Linked DNA regions of Sus scrofa: region 1 is linked to region 2. A link is a contact called in public Hi-C data. All regions are on one chromosome and are shown on one strand. The core of a region is the stretch at or near the end of the contact, and the rest is flanking DNA. Distances in the headings are between cores, read along the strand shown.

Region 1 (5,216 bases), core at 375-2,874, 120 kb after region 2:
ACAAGCTTATTTTCCCCTATTTTGTAATCTGTCCCTCCTTCTGCCTGGAATGCCTCCTCTACTTTCCAACACTCTCTAATGACTCCTGCCTCCCTACCCCACCTGCCAGCTCTTTTATACCAGTATAATTGTCAGTCATATTTTTCTTAAAGACTTACCTTACAAGGCATTTCTTCTGTGAAAGTTGCCTTAAAATCTCTCCTTGAAATACAACAAAGTTTGATACTTTTAACCTCTGTGAGATTCCCAACACATTTTGTTGAAATGATTTATTTACTTATGTGTCATATTGTTGTCTTTATTTGAAGAATTCAGCGTGAAGCCTACCACATACCATATGACTAATAATTGTGTCTTGAATGAATATTTGAACAAATGAATAAATCAGTCAAACTGGGTCCCTGGACCATGCAGAGAACAACTGTCCCTTCCTCTTTGGTGGTTTCCTCACAACTCTTGAGGTGCTCCTTGTCTGTGGCACAGAGGTGCAGACCAAGTCACTGGGACATGGCCAATGGAATGTAAGTAGGAAGTGTACGAAACTAGGGAGGAGTGTCCTTAAAGAGGAGCAGAGTGCCCTTCTTCACTGCTTTCTCCTTTCTGCTGGCTCTGTTGTGAATGCATGGATTGCGGTGGGAAGAGCCGTCTTGGAGCATGAGTTGTAAGTCACATGCTGAGCATGGTGGGACAACAAACTGGGGAAGCCTGGGCCTCTGCTGATTGTGGAACTTCCATCGCAGCCCTAGATGATCTTTTAAGACCTTTAAAGAAGGGAGAAATAGAATGCTACACTGCTCAAGCCACTGCTACTTTGGGGTTTCTGCCATTTGCAACCAAACCCAATCCTAATTAAGATATTTACTAAATCATTTCTACTGGCTGAGCCTGAATCAAACATCATGAAAGAATTGGCAAATTGTGTTTTACTTTTCTCTATCTACTGTTCTTCCCTCAGTTTTCTTTTTTGACTTTTTAAACCAGTTTGCAGAGAGGCATGTTAAAGCACCTACATTTAGATAGGCAAGGACATCTCTCATTCTTTGTAAACAGACTTATGTCTTACTCAGTTTGGAATTTCATCTTACTGTGACAGCTGACTTTTAGTTGACAGTGTCTATGCCTCAGCATCACAGAAATACTCAATGGGGGTTGGTCTGTGCTGCCAAAGAGCATTTTATTTTGCTTCTAGTGAAGGAGGCTGCCTCCGTTGTCAGGGAAAGCTCATCTCTGTTTTCCTATTGATCTCAGTGATATTTACCACTCCTTTAAAGTAGGGCCCACAGTTACCTCTCAGCACCTCTCGGTCTGGCTCTTAAGACAGATGCATCCTATGCATTGTAACTTCTTGTTCTTGCTTTTCAGTATTATTAAGATTTTTTTTTTTTTTTTGTCTTGGTTCACTTCTTAACAGGCAGAGGATGGGCAGCAGTTCAGAAAAAGAGAATCACCATCTACTTCATTTGGCAAAGTTCAGCTTACTCTGTAAATTGGGATTTTTGTATTAGAAAAAAAAGCTGAGGAGGTTTTTGATTAAATGGATTTTTCAGGGAGTTTTCCGTGAGGAATCAGCAGCCTGTGGTTACGTTCTGCACCTATTAAAAGATGGAGTTGTAAAACTGATGTGTATGTAATCTCGTTTCAGGTTTCCACGGCAACAGTGGCAGCAATTCAGTGAGTAGCTTTTCCATTCTTTCTTCATGACCTTCAGGCTATAAATTGTTTCAGAGAGGGAAAAAAACAAAACAAAACTGTTTTTCCCTTAAAATATAATATAATTCATTTAGATTCATTCTAATGAGACAGTTATGAGACTAGGAATATTCCCAAGACATGAATCCAGTAAGTAAGTGGTTTTGCTACTAACAAGCTATGTGACCTTGGGCAAGTCAGTTATTCTCTACAAGCCCTGACTTCCTCATCTACAAAGTATGAATAAAAATGTATGTACACTTCAGAAGACTAAAAAGATGCACATGACCTGTTTAGCACGAACCTCAGTTTATGGTAACTATTGGTCATTATTTTGAATGAACATTATAGCCAGCTGGGACACGATTGTAAGGTTTCTTTATGAACGCACCAACATAGTCCTTTTAATATTAGCAGGATTTAGAGAGATGTCTCTTTTATCATCTTGATATATGAAATTTGTGTTTTCTGGGGTTTATCTGTGTCTTTATAGTGAAAGCCCATTATTTGTAAACAGCATGTATCTTTTTTTTTAATCCAGTAAGATAAGCTATCTTTAACTGGAGTGTTTAGTCTCTTTATATCTAATATAATTGTTGATGTGGTTGAGTAGAAATCTGTTTTTTTTGTTTGTTTGTTTTGTTTGCTCTGTTCTTTATTCCTTCTTCCATGCCTTATTTTGGATTAATAAAATATTAGTATTACATTATATCTCCCCTATTGGATTTTTAACTACATTTGTATTCTTAGTTTTTTAGTGGTTGCTCTAGTGATTATAATATTCATCATTATTCCATTTATCTTCCCTAACATCTTTGTCCTATTAATATTGTGTATTTAACTTCTACATATTACATTGTTGTTATTTTGCTTTACACAGCAAATTATCTTTTAAAGAATTTAATTAAAAATGCTCTTTATACCTAGTCACATATTTACTTTCTTTGGTGTGTTATATTCCTTCCTATAAAGCTGGTATCATTTCTGTTCACCTAGAATAATTTTTTTTAGCATTTCTTTTAGTGTGGGTCAGCCAGCAACATGTTGTCTCTGCTTTCATTCATTTAGGAACATCTTCATTTTCTGAAGAATATCTGCCTTGGATATATAAATCTAGCTTAACAGTTGTTTTTTTTTTAAACACTTGCAAGTTTTATTCTTTGGGCTTATGTTGTTTTTTATTCTGAGTGTTGTTCCTCTGTATGTAATACATCTTTTCTTTTCTGGCTTTTTTTTTTTCCTTTGGGCTTTAGCAGTTTGATTACAATGTGGCTTGTTTTGATTTTCTTTGTATTTATCTTCTTGAGGTTCACTAAGCTGATTAGATCTGTTGATTGATGTTTTAATTATATTTGGAATATTTTTTGACCAATATTTGTTCAAATATTTGTATCTGCTGTATTCACTCTTTCCTTCTGAGGCTTTAAATACATTTGTGTTAACCAGCTTGAAACTGGCCCATAAGTCATCGAGGTTCTATTTATTCCTTAAAATTTATTCTTTTTGTGCTTTAGATAAATTCTATGGATTTGCCTTCTAGTTTACTAATCCTTACTTGTTGATGGTGTAATATGTTTTAAAACCCATCGAATGAATATATGTAATGACATCAGCTTTATAGAGAAACAATTAACATACATTAAAATTTACCAATTTTAAGTGTACGAGTCTGAGTTTTAACAAATATATACAGACATCATCACAATGAGGATATAGAACATTTCTATCACCCTAAATGTTCTCTCTTGTCCTTTTGCAATCAGTTCCCTCCTATACCTAATACTCCTGATAACTACTGACGTATTTATGTCTCTACAGTTTTGCCTTAAAAAATCGGTAATATCATATAATTGGAATTAAGCAGAAAGGAATCATTTGTGTTTGGCTTCTTTCAGTTAGCATAGAGCTTTTGGGATTCATCTATGTACTGGCATCTGTCAAAATTACAGCTGAGTAATACATAGGTAAATGAGTATGAACATGCCACAATTTATCCATTCACCATTTGATGGATGTTTGTTTTCCAGTTTGGTCCCTATAATTTCCTCATAGCTAGAGAGTAGGTATCATTGTCGCATTTTCAAAAATGTAAGTCATTTTATTGGGTTTGTGGTAGACTTTCATTGTGATTTTAATTGACATTTCCTTGATGATTAATGATGTTGAACATCTCATATACTTTTTTGGGGGTCATTCTTGTATCATCTTTGCTAGAATTTATATTCAAGTCTTTTGACTCTTTTTAAAAATTCATACATTGTAAGATTTATTTATGTATTCTAAATAGGAGCCCTTTTATCATGTATCTTTTTGAGTCATGTTTTTTGTGTGGGGTGTTAGAGAGTGTTCTAATTTCATTCTTTTACGTGTAGCTGCCCAGTTTTTCCAGCACCACCCATTGAAGGGGCTGTCTTTCTCCATCATATATTCTTGCCTTCTTTGTCATAGATTAGTTGACCATAGGTGTGTGGGTTTATGTCTGGGCTTCCTATCATCTTCTGTTGATCTGTATTTCTTTTTATGTGCTAGTAACATACTGCCTTGGTGGCTGTAGCTTTGTAGTATAGTCTTAAATCAGGGAACCTGATTCCTCCAGCTCCATTTTTCTTTCTCAAGACTGTTTTGACTATTTGGTGTCTTTTGTATTTCCAAACAAATTTTTAAAATATTTTGTTCTAGTTCTGTGAAAAATGCCATTGGTAATTTGATAGTGATTGCATTGAACCTGTAGATTGCCTCGGGTAGTACAGACATTTTGACAATATTGATTCTTCCAATCCAAGAGCATGGTATTTCTTTCCATCTGTTTGTGTCATCTTTGATTTATTTCAACTGCATCTTATAGCTATCAGAGTATAGTCTTCCATCTTATTAAGCAGGGAAACCATCCCATTTACCATCGCATCAAAAAGAATAAAATACCTAGGAATAAACCTCCCTAAAGAGACAAAGGACCTCTACCCTGAAAACTATAAGACACTGATGAGAGAAATCAAAGATGACACAAACGGATGGAAAGATATACCATGTTCTTGGACTGGAAGAACCAACATTGTCAAAATGACCATATACTTTTAGAATTACTTTTTGAAAAATCATTCCTTTTGAAACAGCTTGAAAAAATTATGAAAATCTTTTTGACAATTTGAAGAGACATTATTAAGGAAAAATATTGCTATATTTCACTAGCATTCTTTTTTTATGGTTCTTTAATGCCCTTAATTACAGTATTAGATAGTATCAACTTTAAATATACAAAGGGGGAGGAGGAAAGAAGCCACCTGGAGTTTGTTTCTCTCAGAGGCAAGATTTCCTATTGTACTTTTGCTAAATATTGCTCATTCAAAGGTTTTCTGTTTGCATGATAAACATTCTATAATACTGCATATAACCTTTTCTTTCCAGAGGGATTTCTAGTTTGAAAAACATTTCATACACATTATCTTATTTGATTCATATACCATTTATTCAACAAATATTTATTCAGTATCCATACCATGTTGAGCACCAAAAATATTATGGTGAAA
Region 2 (4,804 bases), core at 1,829-4,328:
TTTTTTTTTTTTTTTTTTTTTTTTTGCTTTTTGCTTTTCTTAGGGCCGCACCTGAGGCTTATGGAAGTTCCTAGGCTAGGGGTGGAATCAGAGCTACAGCTGCCGGCCACAGCCACAGCCACAGCAATGCCAGATCCCAGATCCAAGCTGCGTCTGTGACCTACACCAGAGCTCAAAGCAGCGCTGGATTCTCAACCCACTGAGCGAGGCCAGGGATCAAACTCGCAACCTTATGGTTCCTAGTCATATTCATTTCCTCTGCACCATGACGGGAACTCTTAGGATGATATTTTGAGGGCTGGAAACCCTTTAAATTCTATAAGGATGGCTTGCCTGTGGTTTTGTTTTGTTAAAGAAACTCACAATTTTTCTCTTTTATGTGAATCAGTGGTTTTGGTGACTTGAACTTACATTTGCCTCCAGGCACACTTCTCTTCAAGCTTAGAGTTGAGATGTCATTATTTGCCTCTGCCATGGTACACCTCTTCTCTGTGTTCATTCTCTCTTCTTCCTTTTCAACTCTTAGTTACTGGATTTTGGCCACTACTCATCCTATCTCTCTGAGACTCAGTTTTGGGATCTGTAAAATGGGGTTAATACCACGTCTTTTGCCAAAGCTATTATGAAGAGCCAATGTCACTATGCAGTTGCCAAGCACCTGGAAGGTGTATGAGAGCCTCTGGATAAATAATAGTCATGAATGTGTGTAGCAGAGACAGAGATTCTGCATATGTTTAAATTATCAATTTATAAATAATAGGATGAGAGAGAAAGTAGAAAAGGCAACTCAACCAAGAGTGAGGGGTTTTAAATTCTAGATTCACACAAACTACTTTGTCCCATGCCCATTTTCTGGGAATTTTCTCCCAACCACATTGTTGCAGCAAAAGCAGTCACATTACAAGGTGACCACGCTCCTGGGCTGTGGGTGACTGGTTGGGGGATGGGCCTCTGAACCGGGCTAGGTCAGTGAGCTTATTCCCCGGAATCCTTGGACTTCATCTGCAGAAGTCAAGGAAGCAGCTTGAGAGGGAAAGAGAGAAAAGCATAAAGGAGCAGCAGGAGTAGAGGGAAGAGAAATTGCAGCTGCAGACAGGGCTTGACTCCTTGGTTCTACCCGGTTTTGGGCTGCCAGTGTTTCTGCCCTTGGGCTTTGGGAAGTGTGCCCCTCATATCCCTACAGTAATTATTCTCTTTTGCTTAAACTTCTCTGAGATGAAATTCTGTTAGCTGCAACTAAGGGGCCTATTACAAGTAGCTAGACACAACATCTCTGGACCTCATTTTTCTCATCTGTAAAATGAGCAATGTAAATTGAATTAGTTTGTAAGATCCTTTTGATTTCTGTGATTTTAAGAATGTGTGTGTGTGTGTGTGTGTGTGTGTGTGCATGTGTGTGTGTGAGTGTGTGGTGACAGGAGGGTCTGGGCAATCATCAGATTCCATCTGCTGCCAGATAAATGCTGAATGGACCACGAATGATAAATGGAACCAGAAACTGCAATTTTTGAACAGTAAACACTCTGAGGGCATTGCCAACTGCATATATGACATGGTTACATATGCATTAGAAGCACAGCTTTCAATAACTTCCCTTGGTCACGTCTAAATTCTGGATGTTGATGAGCATAAGTGTAAATGTGGCAAAGAAAGATTTTTAAATTGTCATTCTGGGAAAATAAGGAAATACAGTTGGAAATTGGGAGACACGATGCTCCAAAATGAGGTAATTTCGACACCATTTGATTGTCCCTGACCCATGCTCTGGGACAGCTTTTTTCAAATCATTTCTGAGAGATGAGTGGTGTCCTCATCTTGGAGGCATGAAGGACGGGGGCACTGCAGCTGTCCCTTCAGAAGGGAACACACCAGGTGCAGTATGGCATTCTGACCTCTTGATGATGATTTATGAGCTTTGGGCTTTGATTACCGTGTGCTTGATAGAGATGCAATTTGTCATTGTTTTAGGGAAGGTAGTTCCAAATATTTGAAAAAAATAAAACTCGGCTCTATTTTATTAATGGTTTATTTGAAAGGGATCTCTGTGCTAATCACGTTTGATGGATGACGTTTGTTGCCTTATATCACGGCTGAAAAAGCAGTTGCTATCTTTGTTTTTTAGCTGGAGTTAACTTTTCCCCATTCTAAACTTAAGTATTTTTCATACCACACACAACAAAATGCCATTAATTTACCAACAAACATTTGAGTTCAACCTATAGGGTGGGGCCAGCTGACTCTGGGATAGCACTCTAATCCCACAGGCTGTCTTGCTTAGTGGCTCAGAGCCCAGACTCTGCCACTGCACTGCCTGGGTTCAAATCCTAGCTCTGCTGTTTATTATTTCTGTGACCTTAGAATTACATAATATCTCTGTACCTCAAGTTCTTCCTTCTATTTATTTTTATTTTTTTCTTTTTAGGGCCACAGGTGTGGTATGGAAGTCCCAGGCTAGGGGTCGAATCGGAGCTGCAACTGCTGGCCTGTGCCTGGGATTTGAGCCTTGTCTGTGACCTACACCACAGCTCATGTCAATGCTGGATCCTTAACCCACTGAGCAAGGCCAGGGATCAAACCCATGTCCTAACGGTTAATAATCAGGTTTGTTACTGCTGAACCACAATGGGAACTCTCAAGTTCCTCATGTATATTGAGGATAATAACCTTGATTGAATGGGTAACTACCTGCCAAGCACTTAGAAGTGCCTGGCACCTGGCAAATGCTATGCAAGAGTTTGCTCTGATTATTCTTAATTGGAGACCATGACTTATTTCTTGATTAGAAGAACAGGCTTAAAATTCAAGTCTCCCCCTGCCCCACCCAACCCCACCCAGGCAAGAGATTACCTTAAGCCACACTAAGGTCAAACTTGTTTGATGTCTGAGGCTCTTCTAAGAATGCCTCATGAAGGGAGGCCTGGGGAGTCTAGTGGTGAAAGGAGAGCCCTGAAAAAGAACCACAGGCCATCTCTGTCTGGCAACGTTCCTCTTCCATGGGAGGGGCGCAGGGCAAGTGGAGAGATTGTCTCTTCTTCCGAGTTCCTGCTGCCGACCTCTGGGAGCCACACAAGCCAGGGCTCCCTGTGGAGATGCCCAGTCATAGCTGTGACACTGCTTTCCTCTCACAATAAAGGCGCCATTGTAGAGTGAGTCAAAATAAGTCATCTTTTGACTTTTCACAGTGTGTTGGTAGGAGAACAAGGCTCAAGAGAAAGAAATTACCTGTCATTTTTCATTATCTGGGGTGACCCTCACTTACTACAAAGGACACCATCAAGGCAGCTGTGAGGAGGCAGAGCTTCGGGTCTCAGACCAGCTGGCAGATCAGAAGGGGTGTTTTCTGGCTCGGCAATGCTGACATTAAGTAAATTGTGAGTGCTGGCTCCTGCAGTGATCAGCCTTGCTTTAGGCCACGGGGACTTAGGTTGGGGAAAATGAAGCCTTGATAAGTAGGTTTCACAAACTTAAAGAGATTTTTCTAAGTGGCATTTTCTTCTCCAACAAAGATAACTTGAGAAGCTTTCATATACACCCTCTTGCTGCATCGTTGAGTGACAATTCTCTGTGGGTCTCATAGTTCTGTATATCTTGTGAGCAGAGATCTTAGCTTCCCTTTGTTCTGGACAGTGTTTCTCAGAATGTTGGTGATTAGCCTGAAAGATAATGCCTCCCTCTTGAGCAAAGTACAAGCATGCTTATTGTGCAGTATAGCAAATACTGTATCTGCCTCTAGAGAAAAGGGCAGGCATGCTTCCACTACTCCTTATAAAAGATTCCCTCAGCTCATGGAGTTCCCTGGTGGTGCAGTGGGTTAAGGATCCAGCATTGCCACTGCTGTGGCTCAGGCCATAGCTGTGGCATGGGTTCAATCCCTGGCCTGGGGAGTTCTGCATGCTGCAAGCGTGGCCAAAAAAAAAAAAGAGCCCCTCAGCTCTCTTGAAATGCAATCTACAGTGTGTGTTAGGTGTTACCTTCACTTAACTTCAGAATTGGGAACTGGAGCTTGAGGAACTGGCACAAATGAATGCCATTATTCTGGCTACTGCTACTGCTGTGATTAACGGTCCTTCATCTCTGACCCAGGAGGCTTGTGTCTTCCACCAGCATCCATGAAACTGAGTCTGCTAACTTGTTAGCTTGCAAATAAATGTTCTAATCCTTTATACTTTTTGACATGCACTCTCTCTAGGCTTACATATTGGGGTTGTAGAGAACATCGTAGCATATGAGCAATTCACATAATTGAATGTGGATCTCAATGGCATACATTAGCTGTGTGGATCAAAATCTTTTTTTTTTTTTTTTTTTTTTTTTTTTTTTTTTCCTGCCAGCTTTCTGGTCTATGACACTTTGGAGAGAACTTTTGACTTCTGCTTAAAAATTGAATATCTCTATTAGGGCTAAGATTTATTATGACAACTTAAACTTTATTGTGGCTTTCCTGGGGAAAAAAAAAAAGTCCCTTCCCATCCCCAAGATTTACCCTGGCTTCACCTTTCAGTCTTCTAATAAAGACTCCAACCTCTCCAAGATTCTCTTCCTGGAAGACAGTTCTGTATTTGCTTCATGAATAAATAATTAAATGAGGCCTCTTCAAAGTTTGTCTGAATCCAGATCTCATATGCTTCTGCTATATCATTCTACTTTTCCATAATGAAAAGAGTAACTGCTAATATTTATTGAAGACTTATTCTGGCCAGGCCCTGAAATAAGGGCTTCACGTATATTCTCCTTCCTAATCTTTATAATAACTCCAGGAGGTAGCTTCTTTTGTTATCACTTCCACACTGATGGAAAAACTAAG

What was found. Hi-C and Micro-C count contacts between places; a contact is called where the count stands out from the background.
Region 1: a contact with region 2 is called in a Hi-C map of fetal skeletal muscle, with 1.6 times the contacts expected there. The contact joins two enhancer-like sites. A contact is called at or near these places in 2 of 47 Hi-C or Micro-C datasets (embryonic fibroblasts and fetal skeletal muscle) and 1 of 2 datasets of contacts at active chromatin or transcription factors (skeletal muscle).

What each region holds. Positions count from the first base shown.
Region 1 is chr1:188,026,192-188,031,407 of Sscrofa11.1, forward strand. LOC106509123 (a long non-coding RNA gene) reads left to right here. Exons shown (of 4, transcript XR_002347107.1): 3 at 1,643-1,671. Among named protein-coding and RNA genes, the nearest start is that of DAAM1, 310 kb to the right of the region's middle. Within about 2 kb of position 1,625, at least 2 of the 83 cell types and tissues checked have an H3K27ac peak or open chromatin away from gene starts, as enhancers often do. A contact at or near this core is called in fetal skeletal muscle, where this site is marked.
Region 2 is chr1:187,904,968-187,909,771 of Sscrofa11.1, forward strand. All of the region lies in intron 1 of LOC106509123 (a long non-coding RNA gene), which reads left to right. Among named protein-coding and RNA genes, the nearest start is that of DACT1, 190 kb to the left of the region's middle. Within about 2 kb of position 3,079, at least 4 of the 83 cell types and tissues checked have an H3K27ac peak or open chromatin away from gene starts, as enhancers often do. A contact at or near this core is called in fetal skeletal muscle, where this site is marked.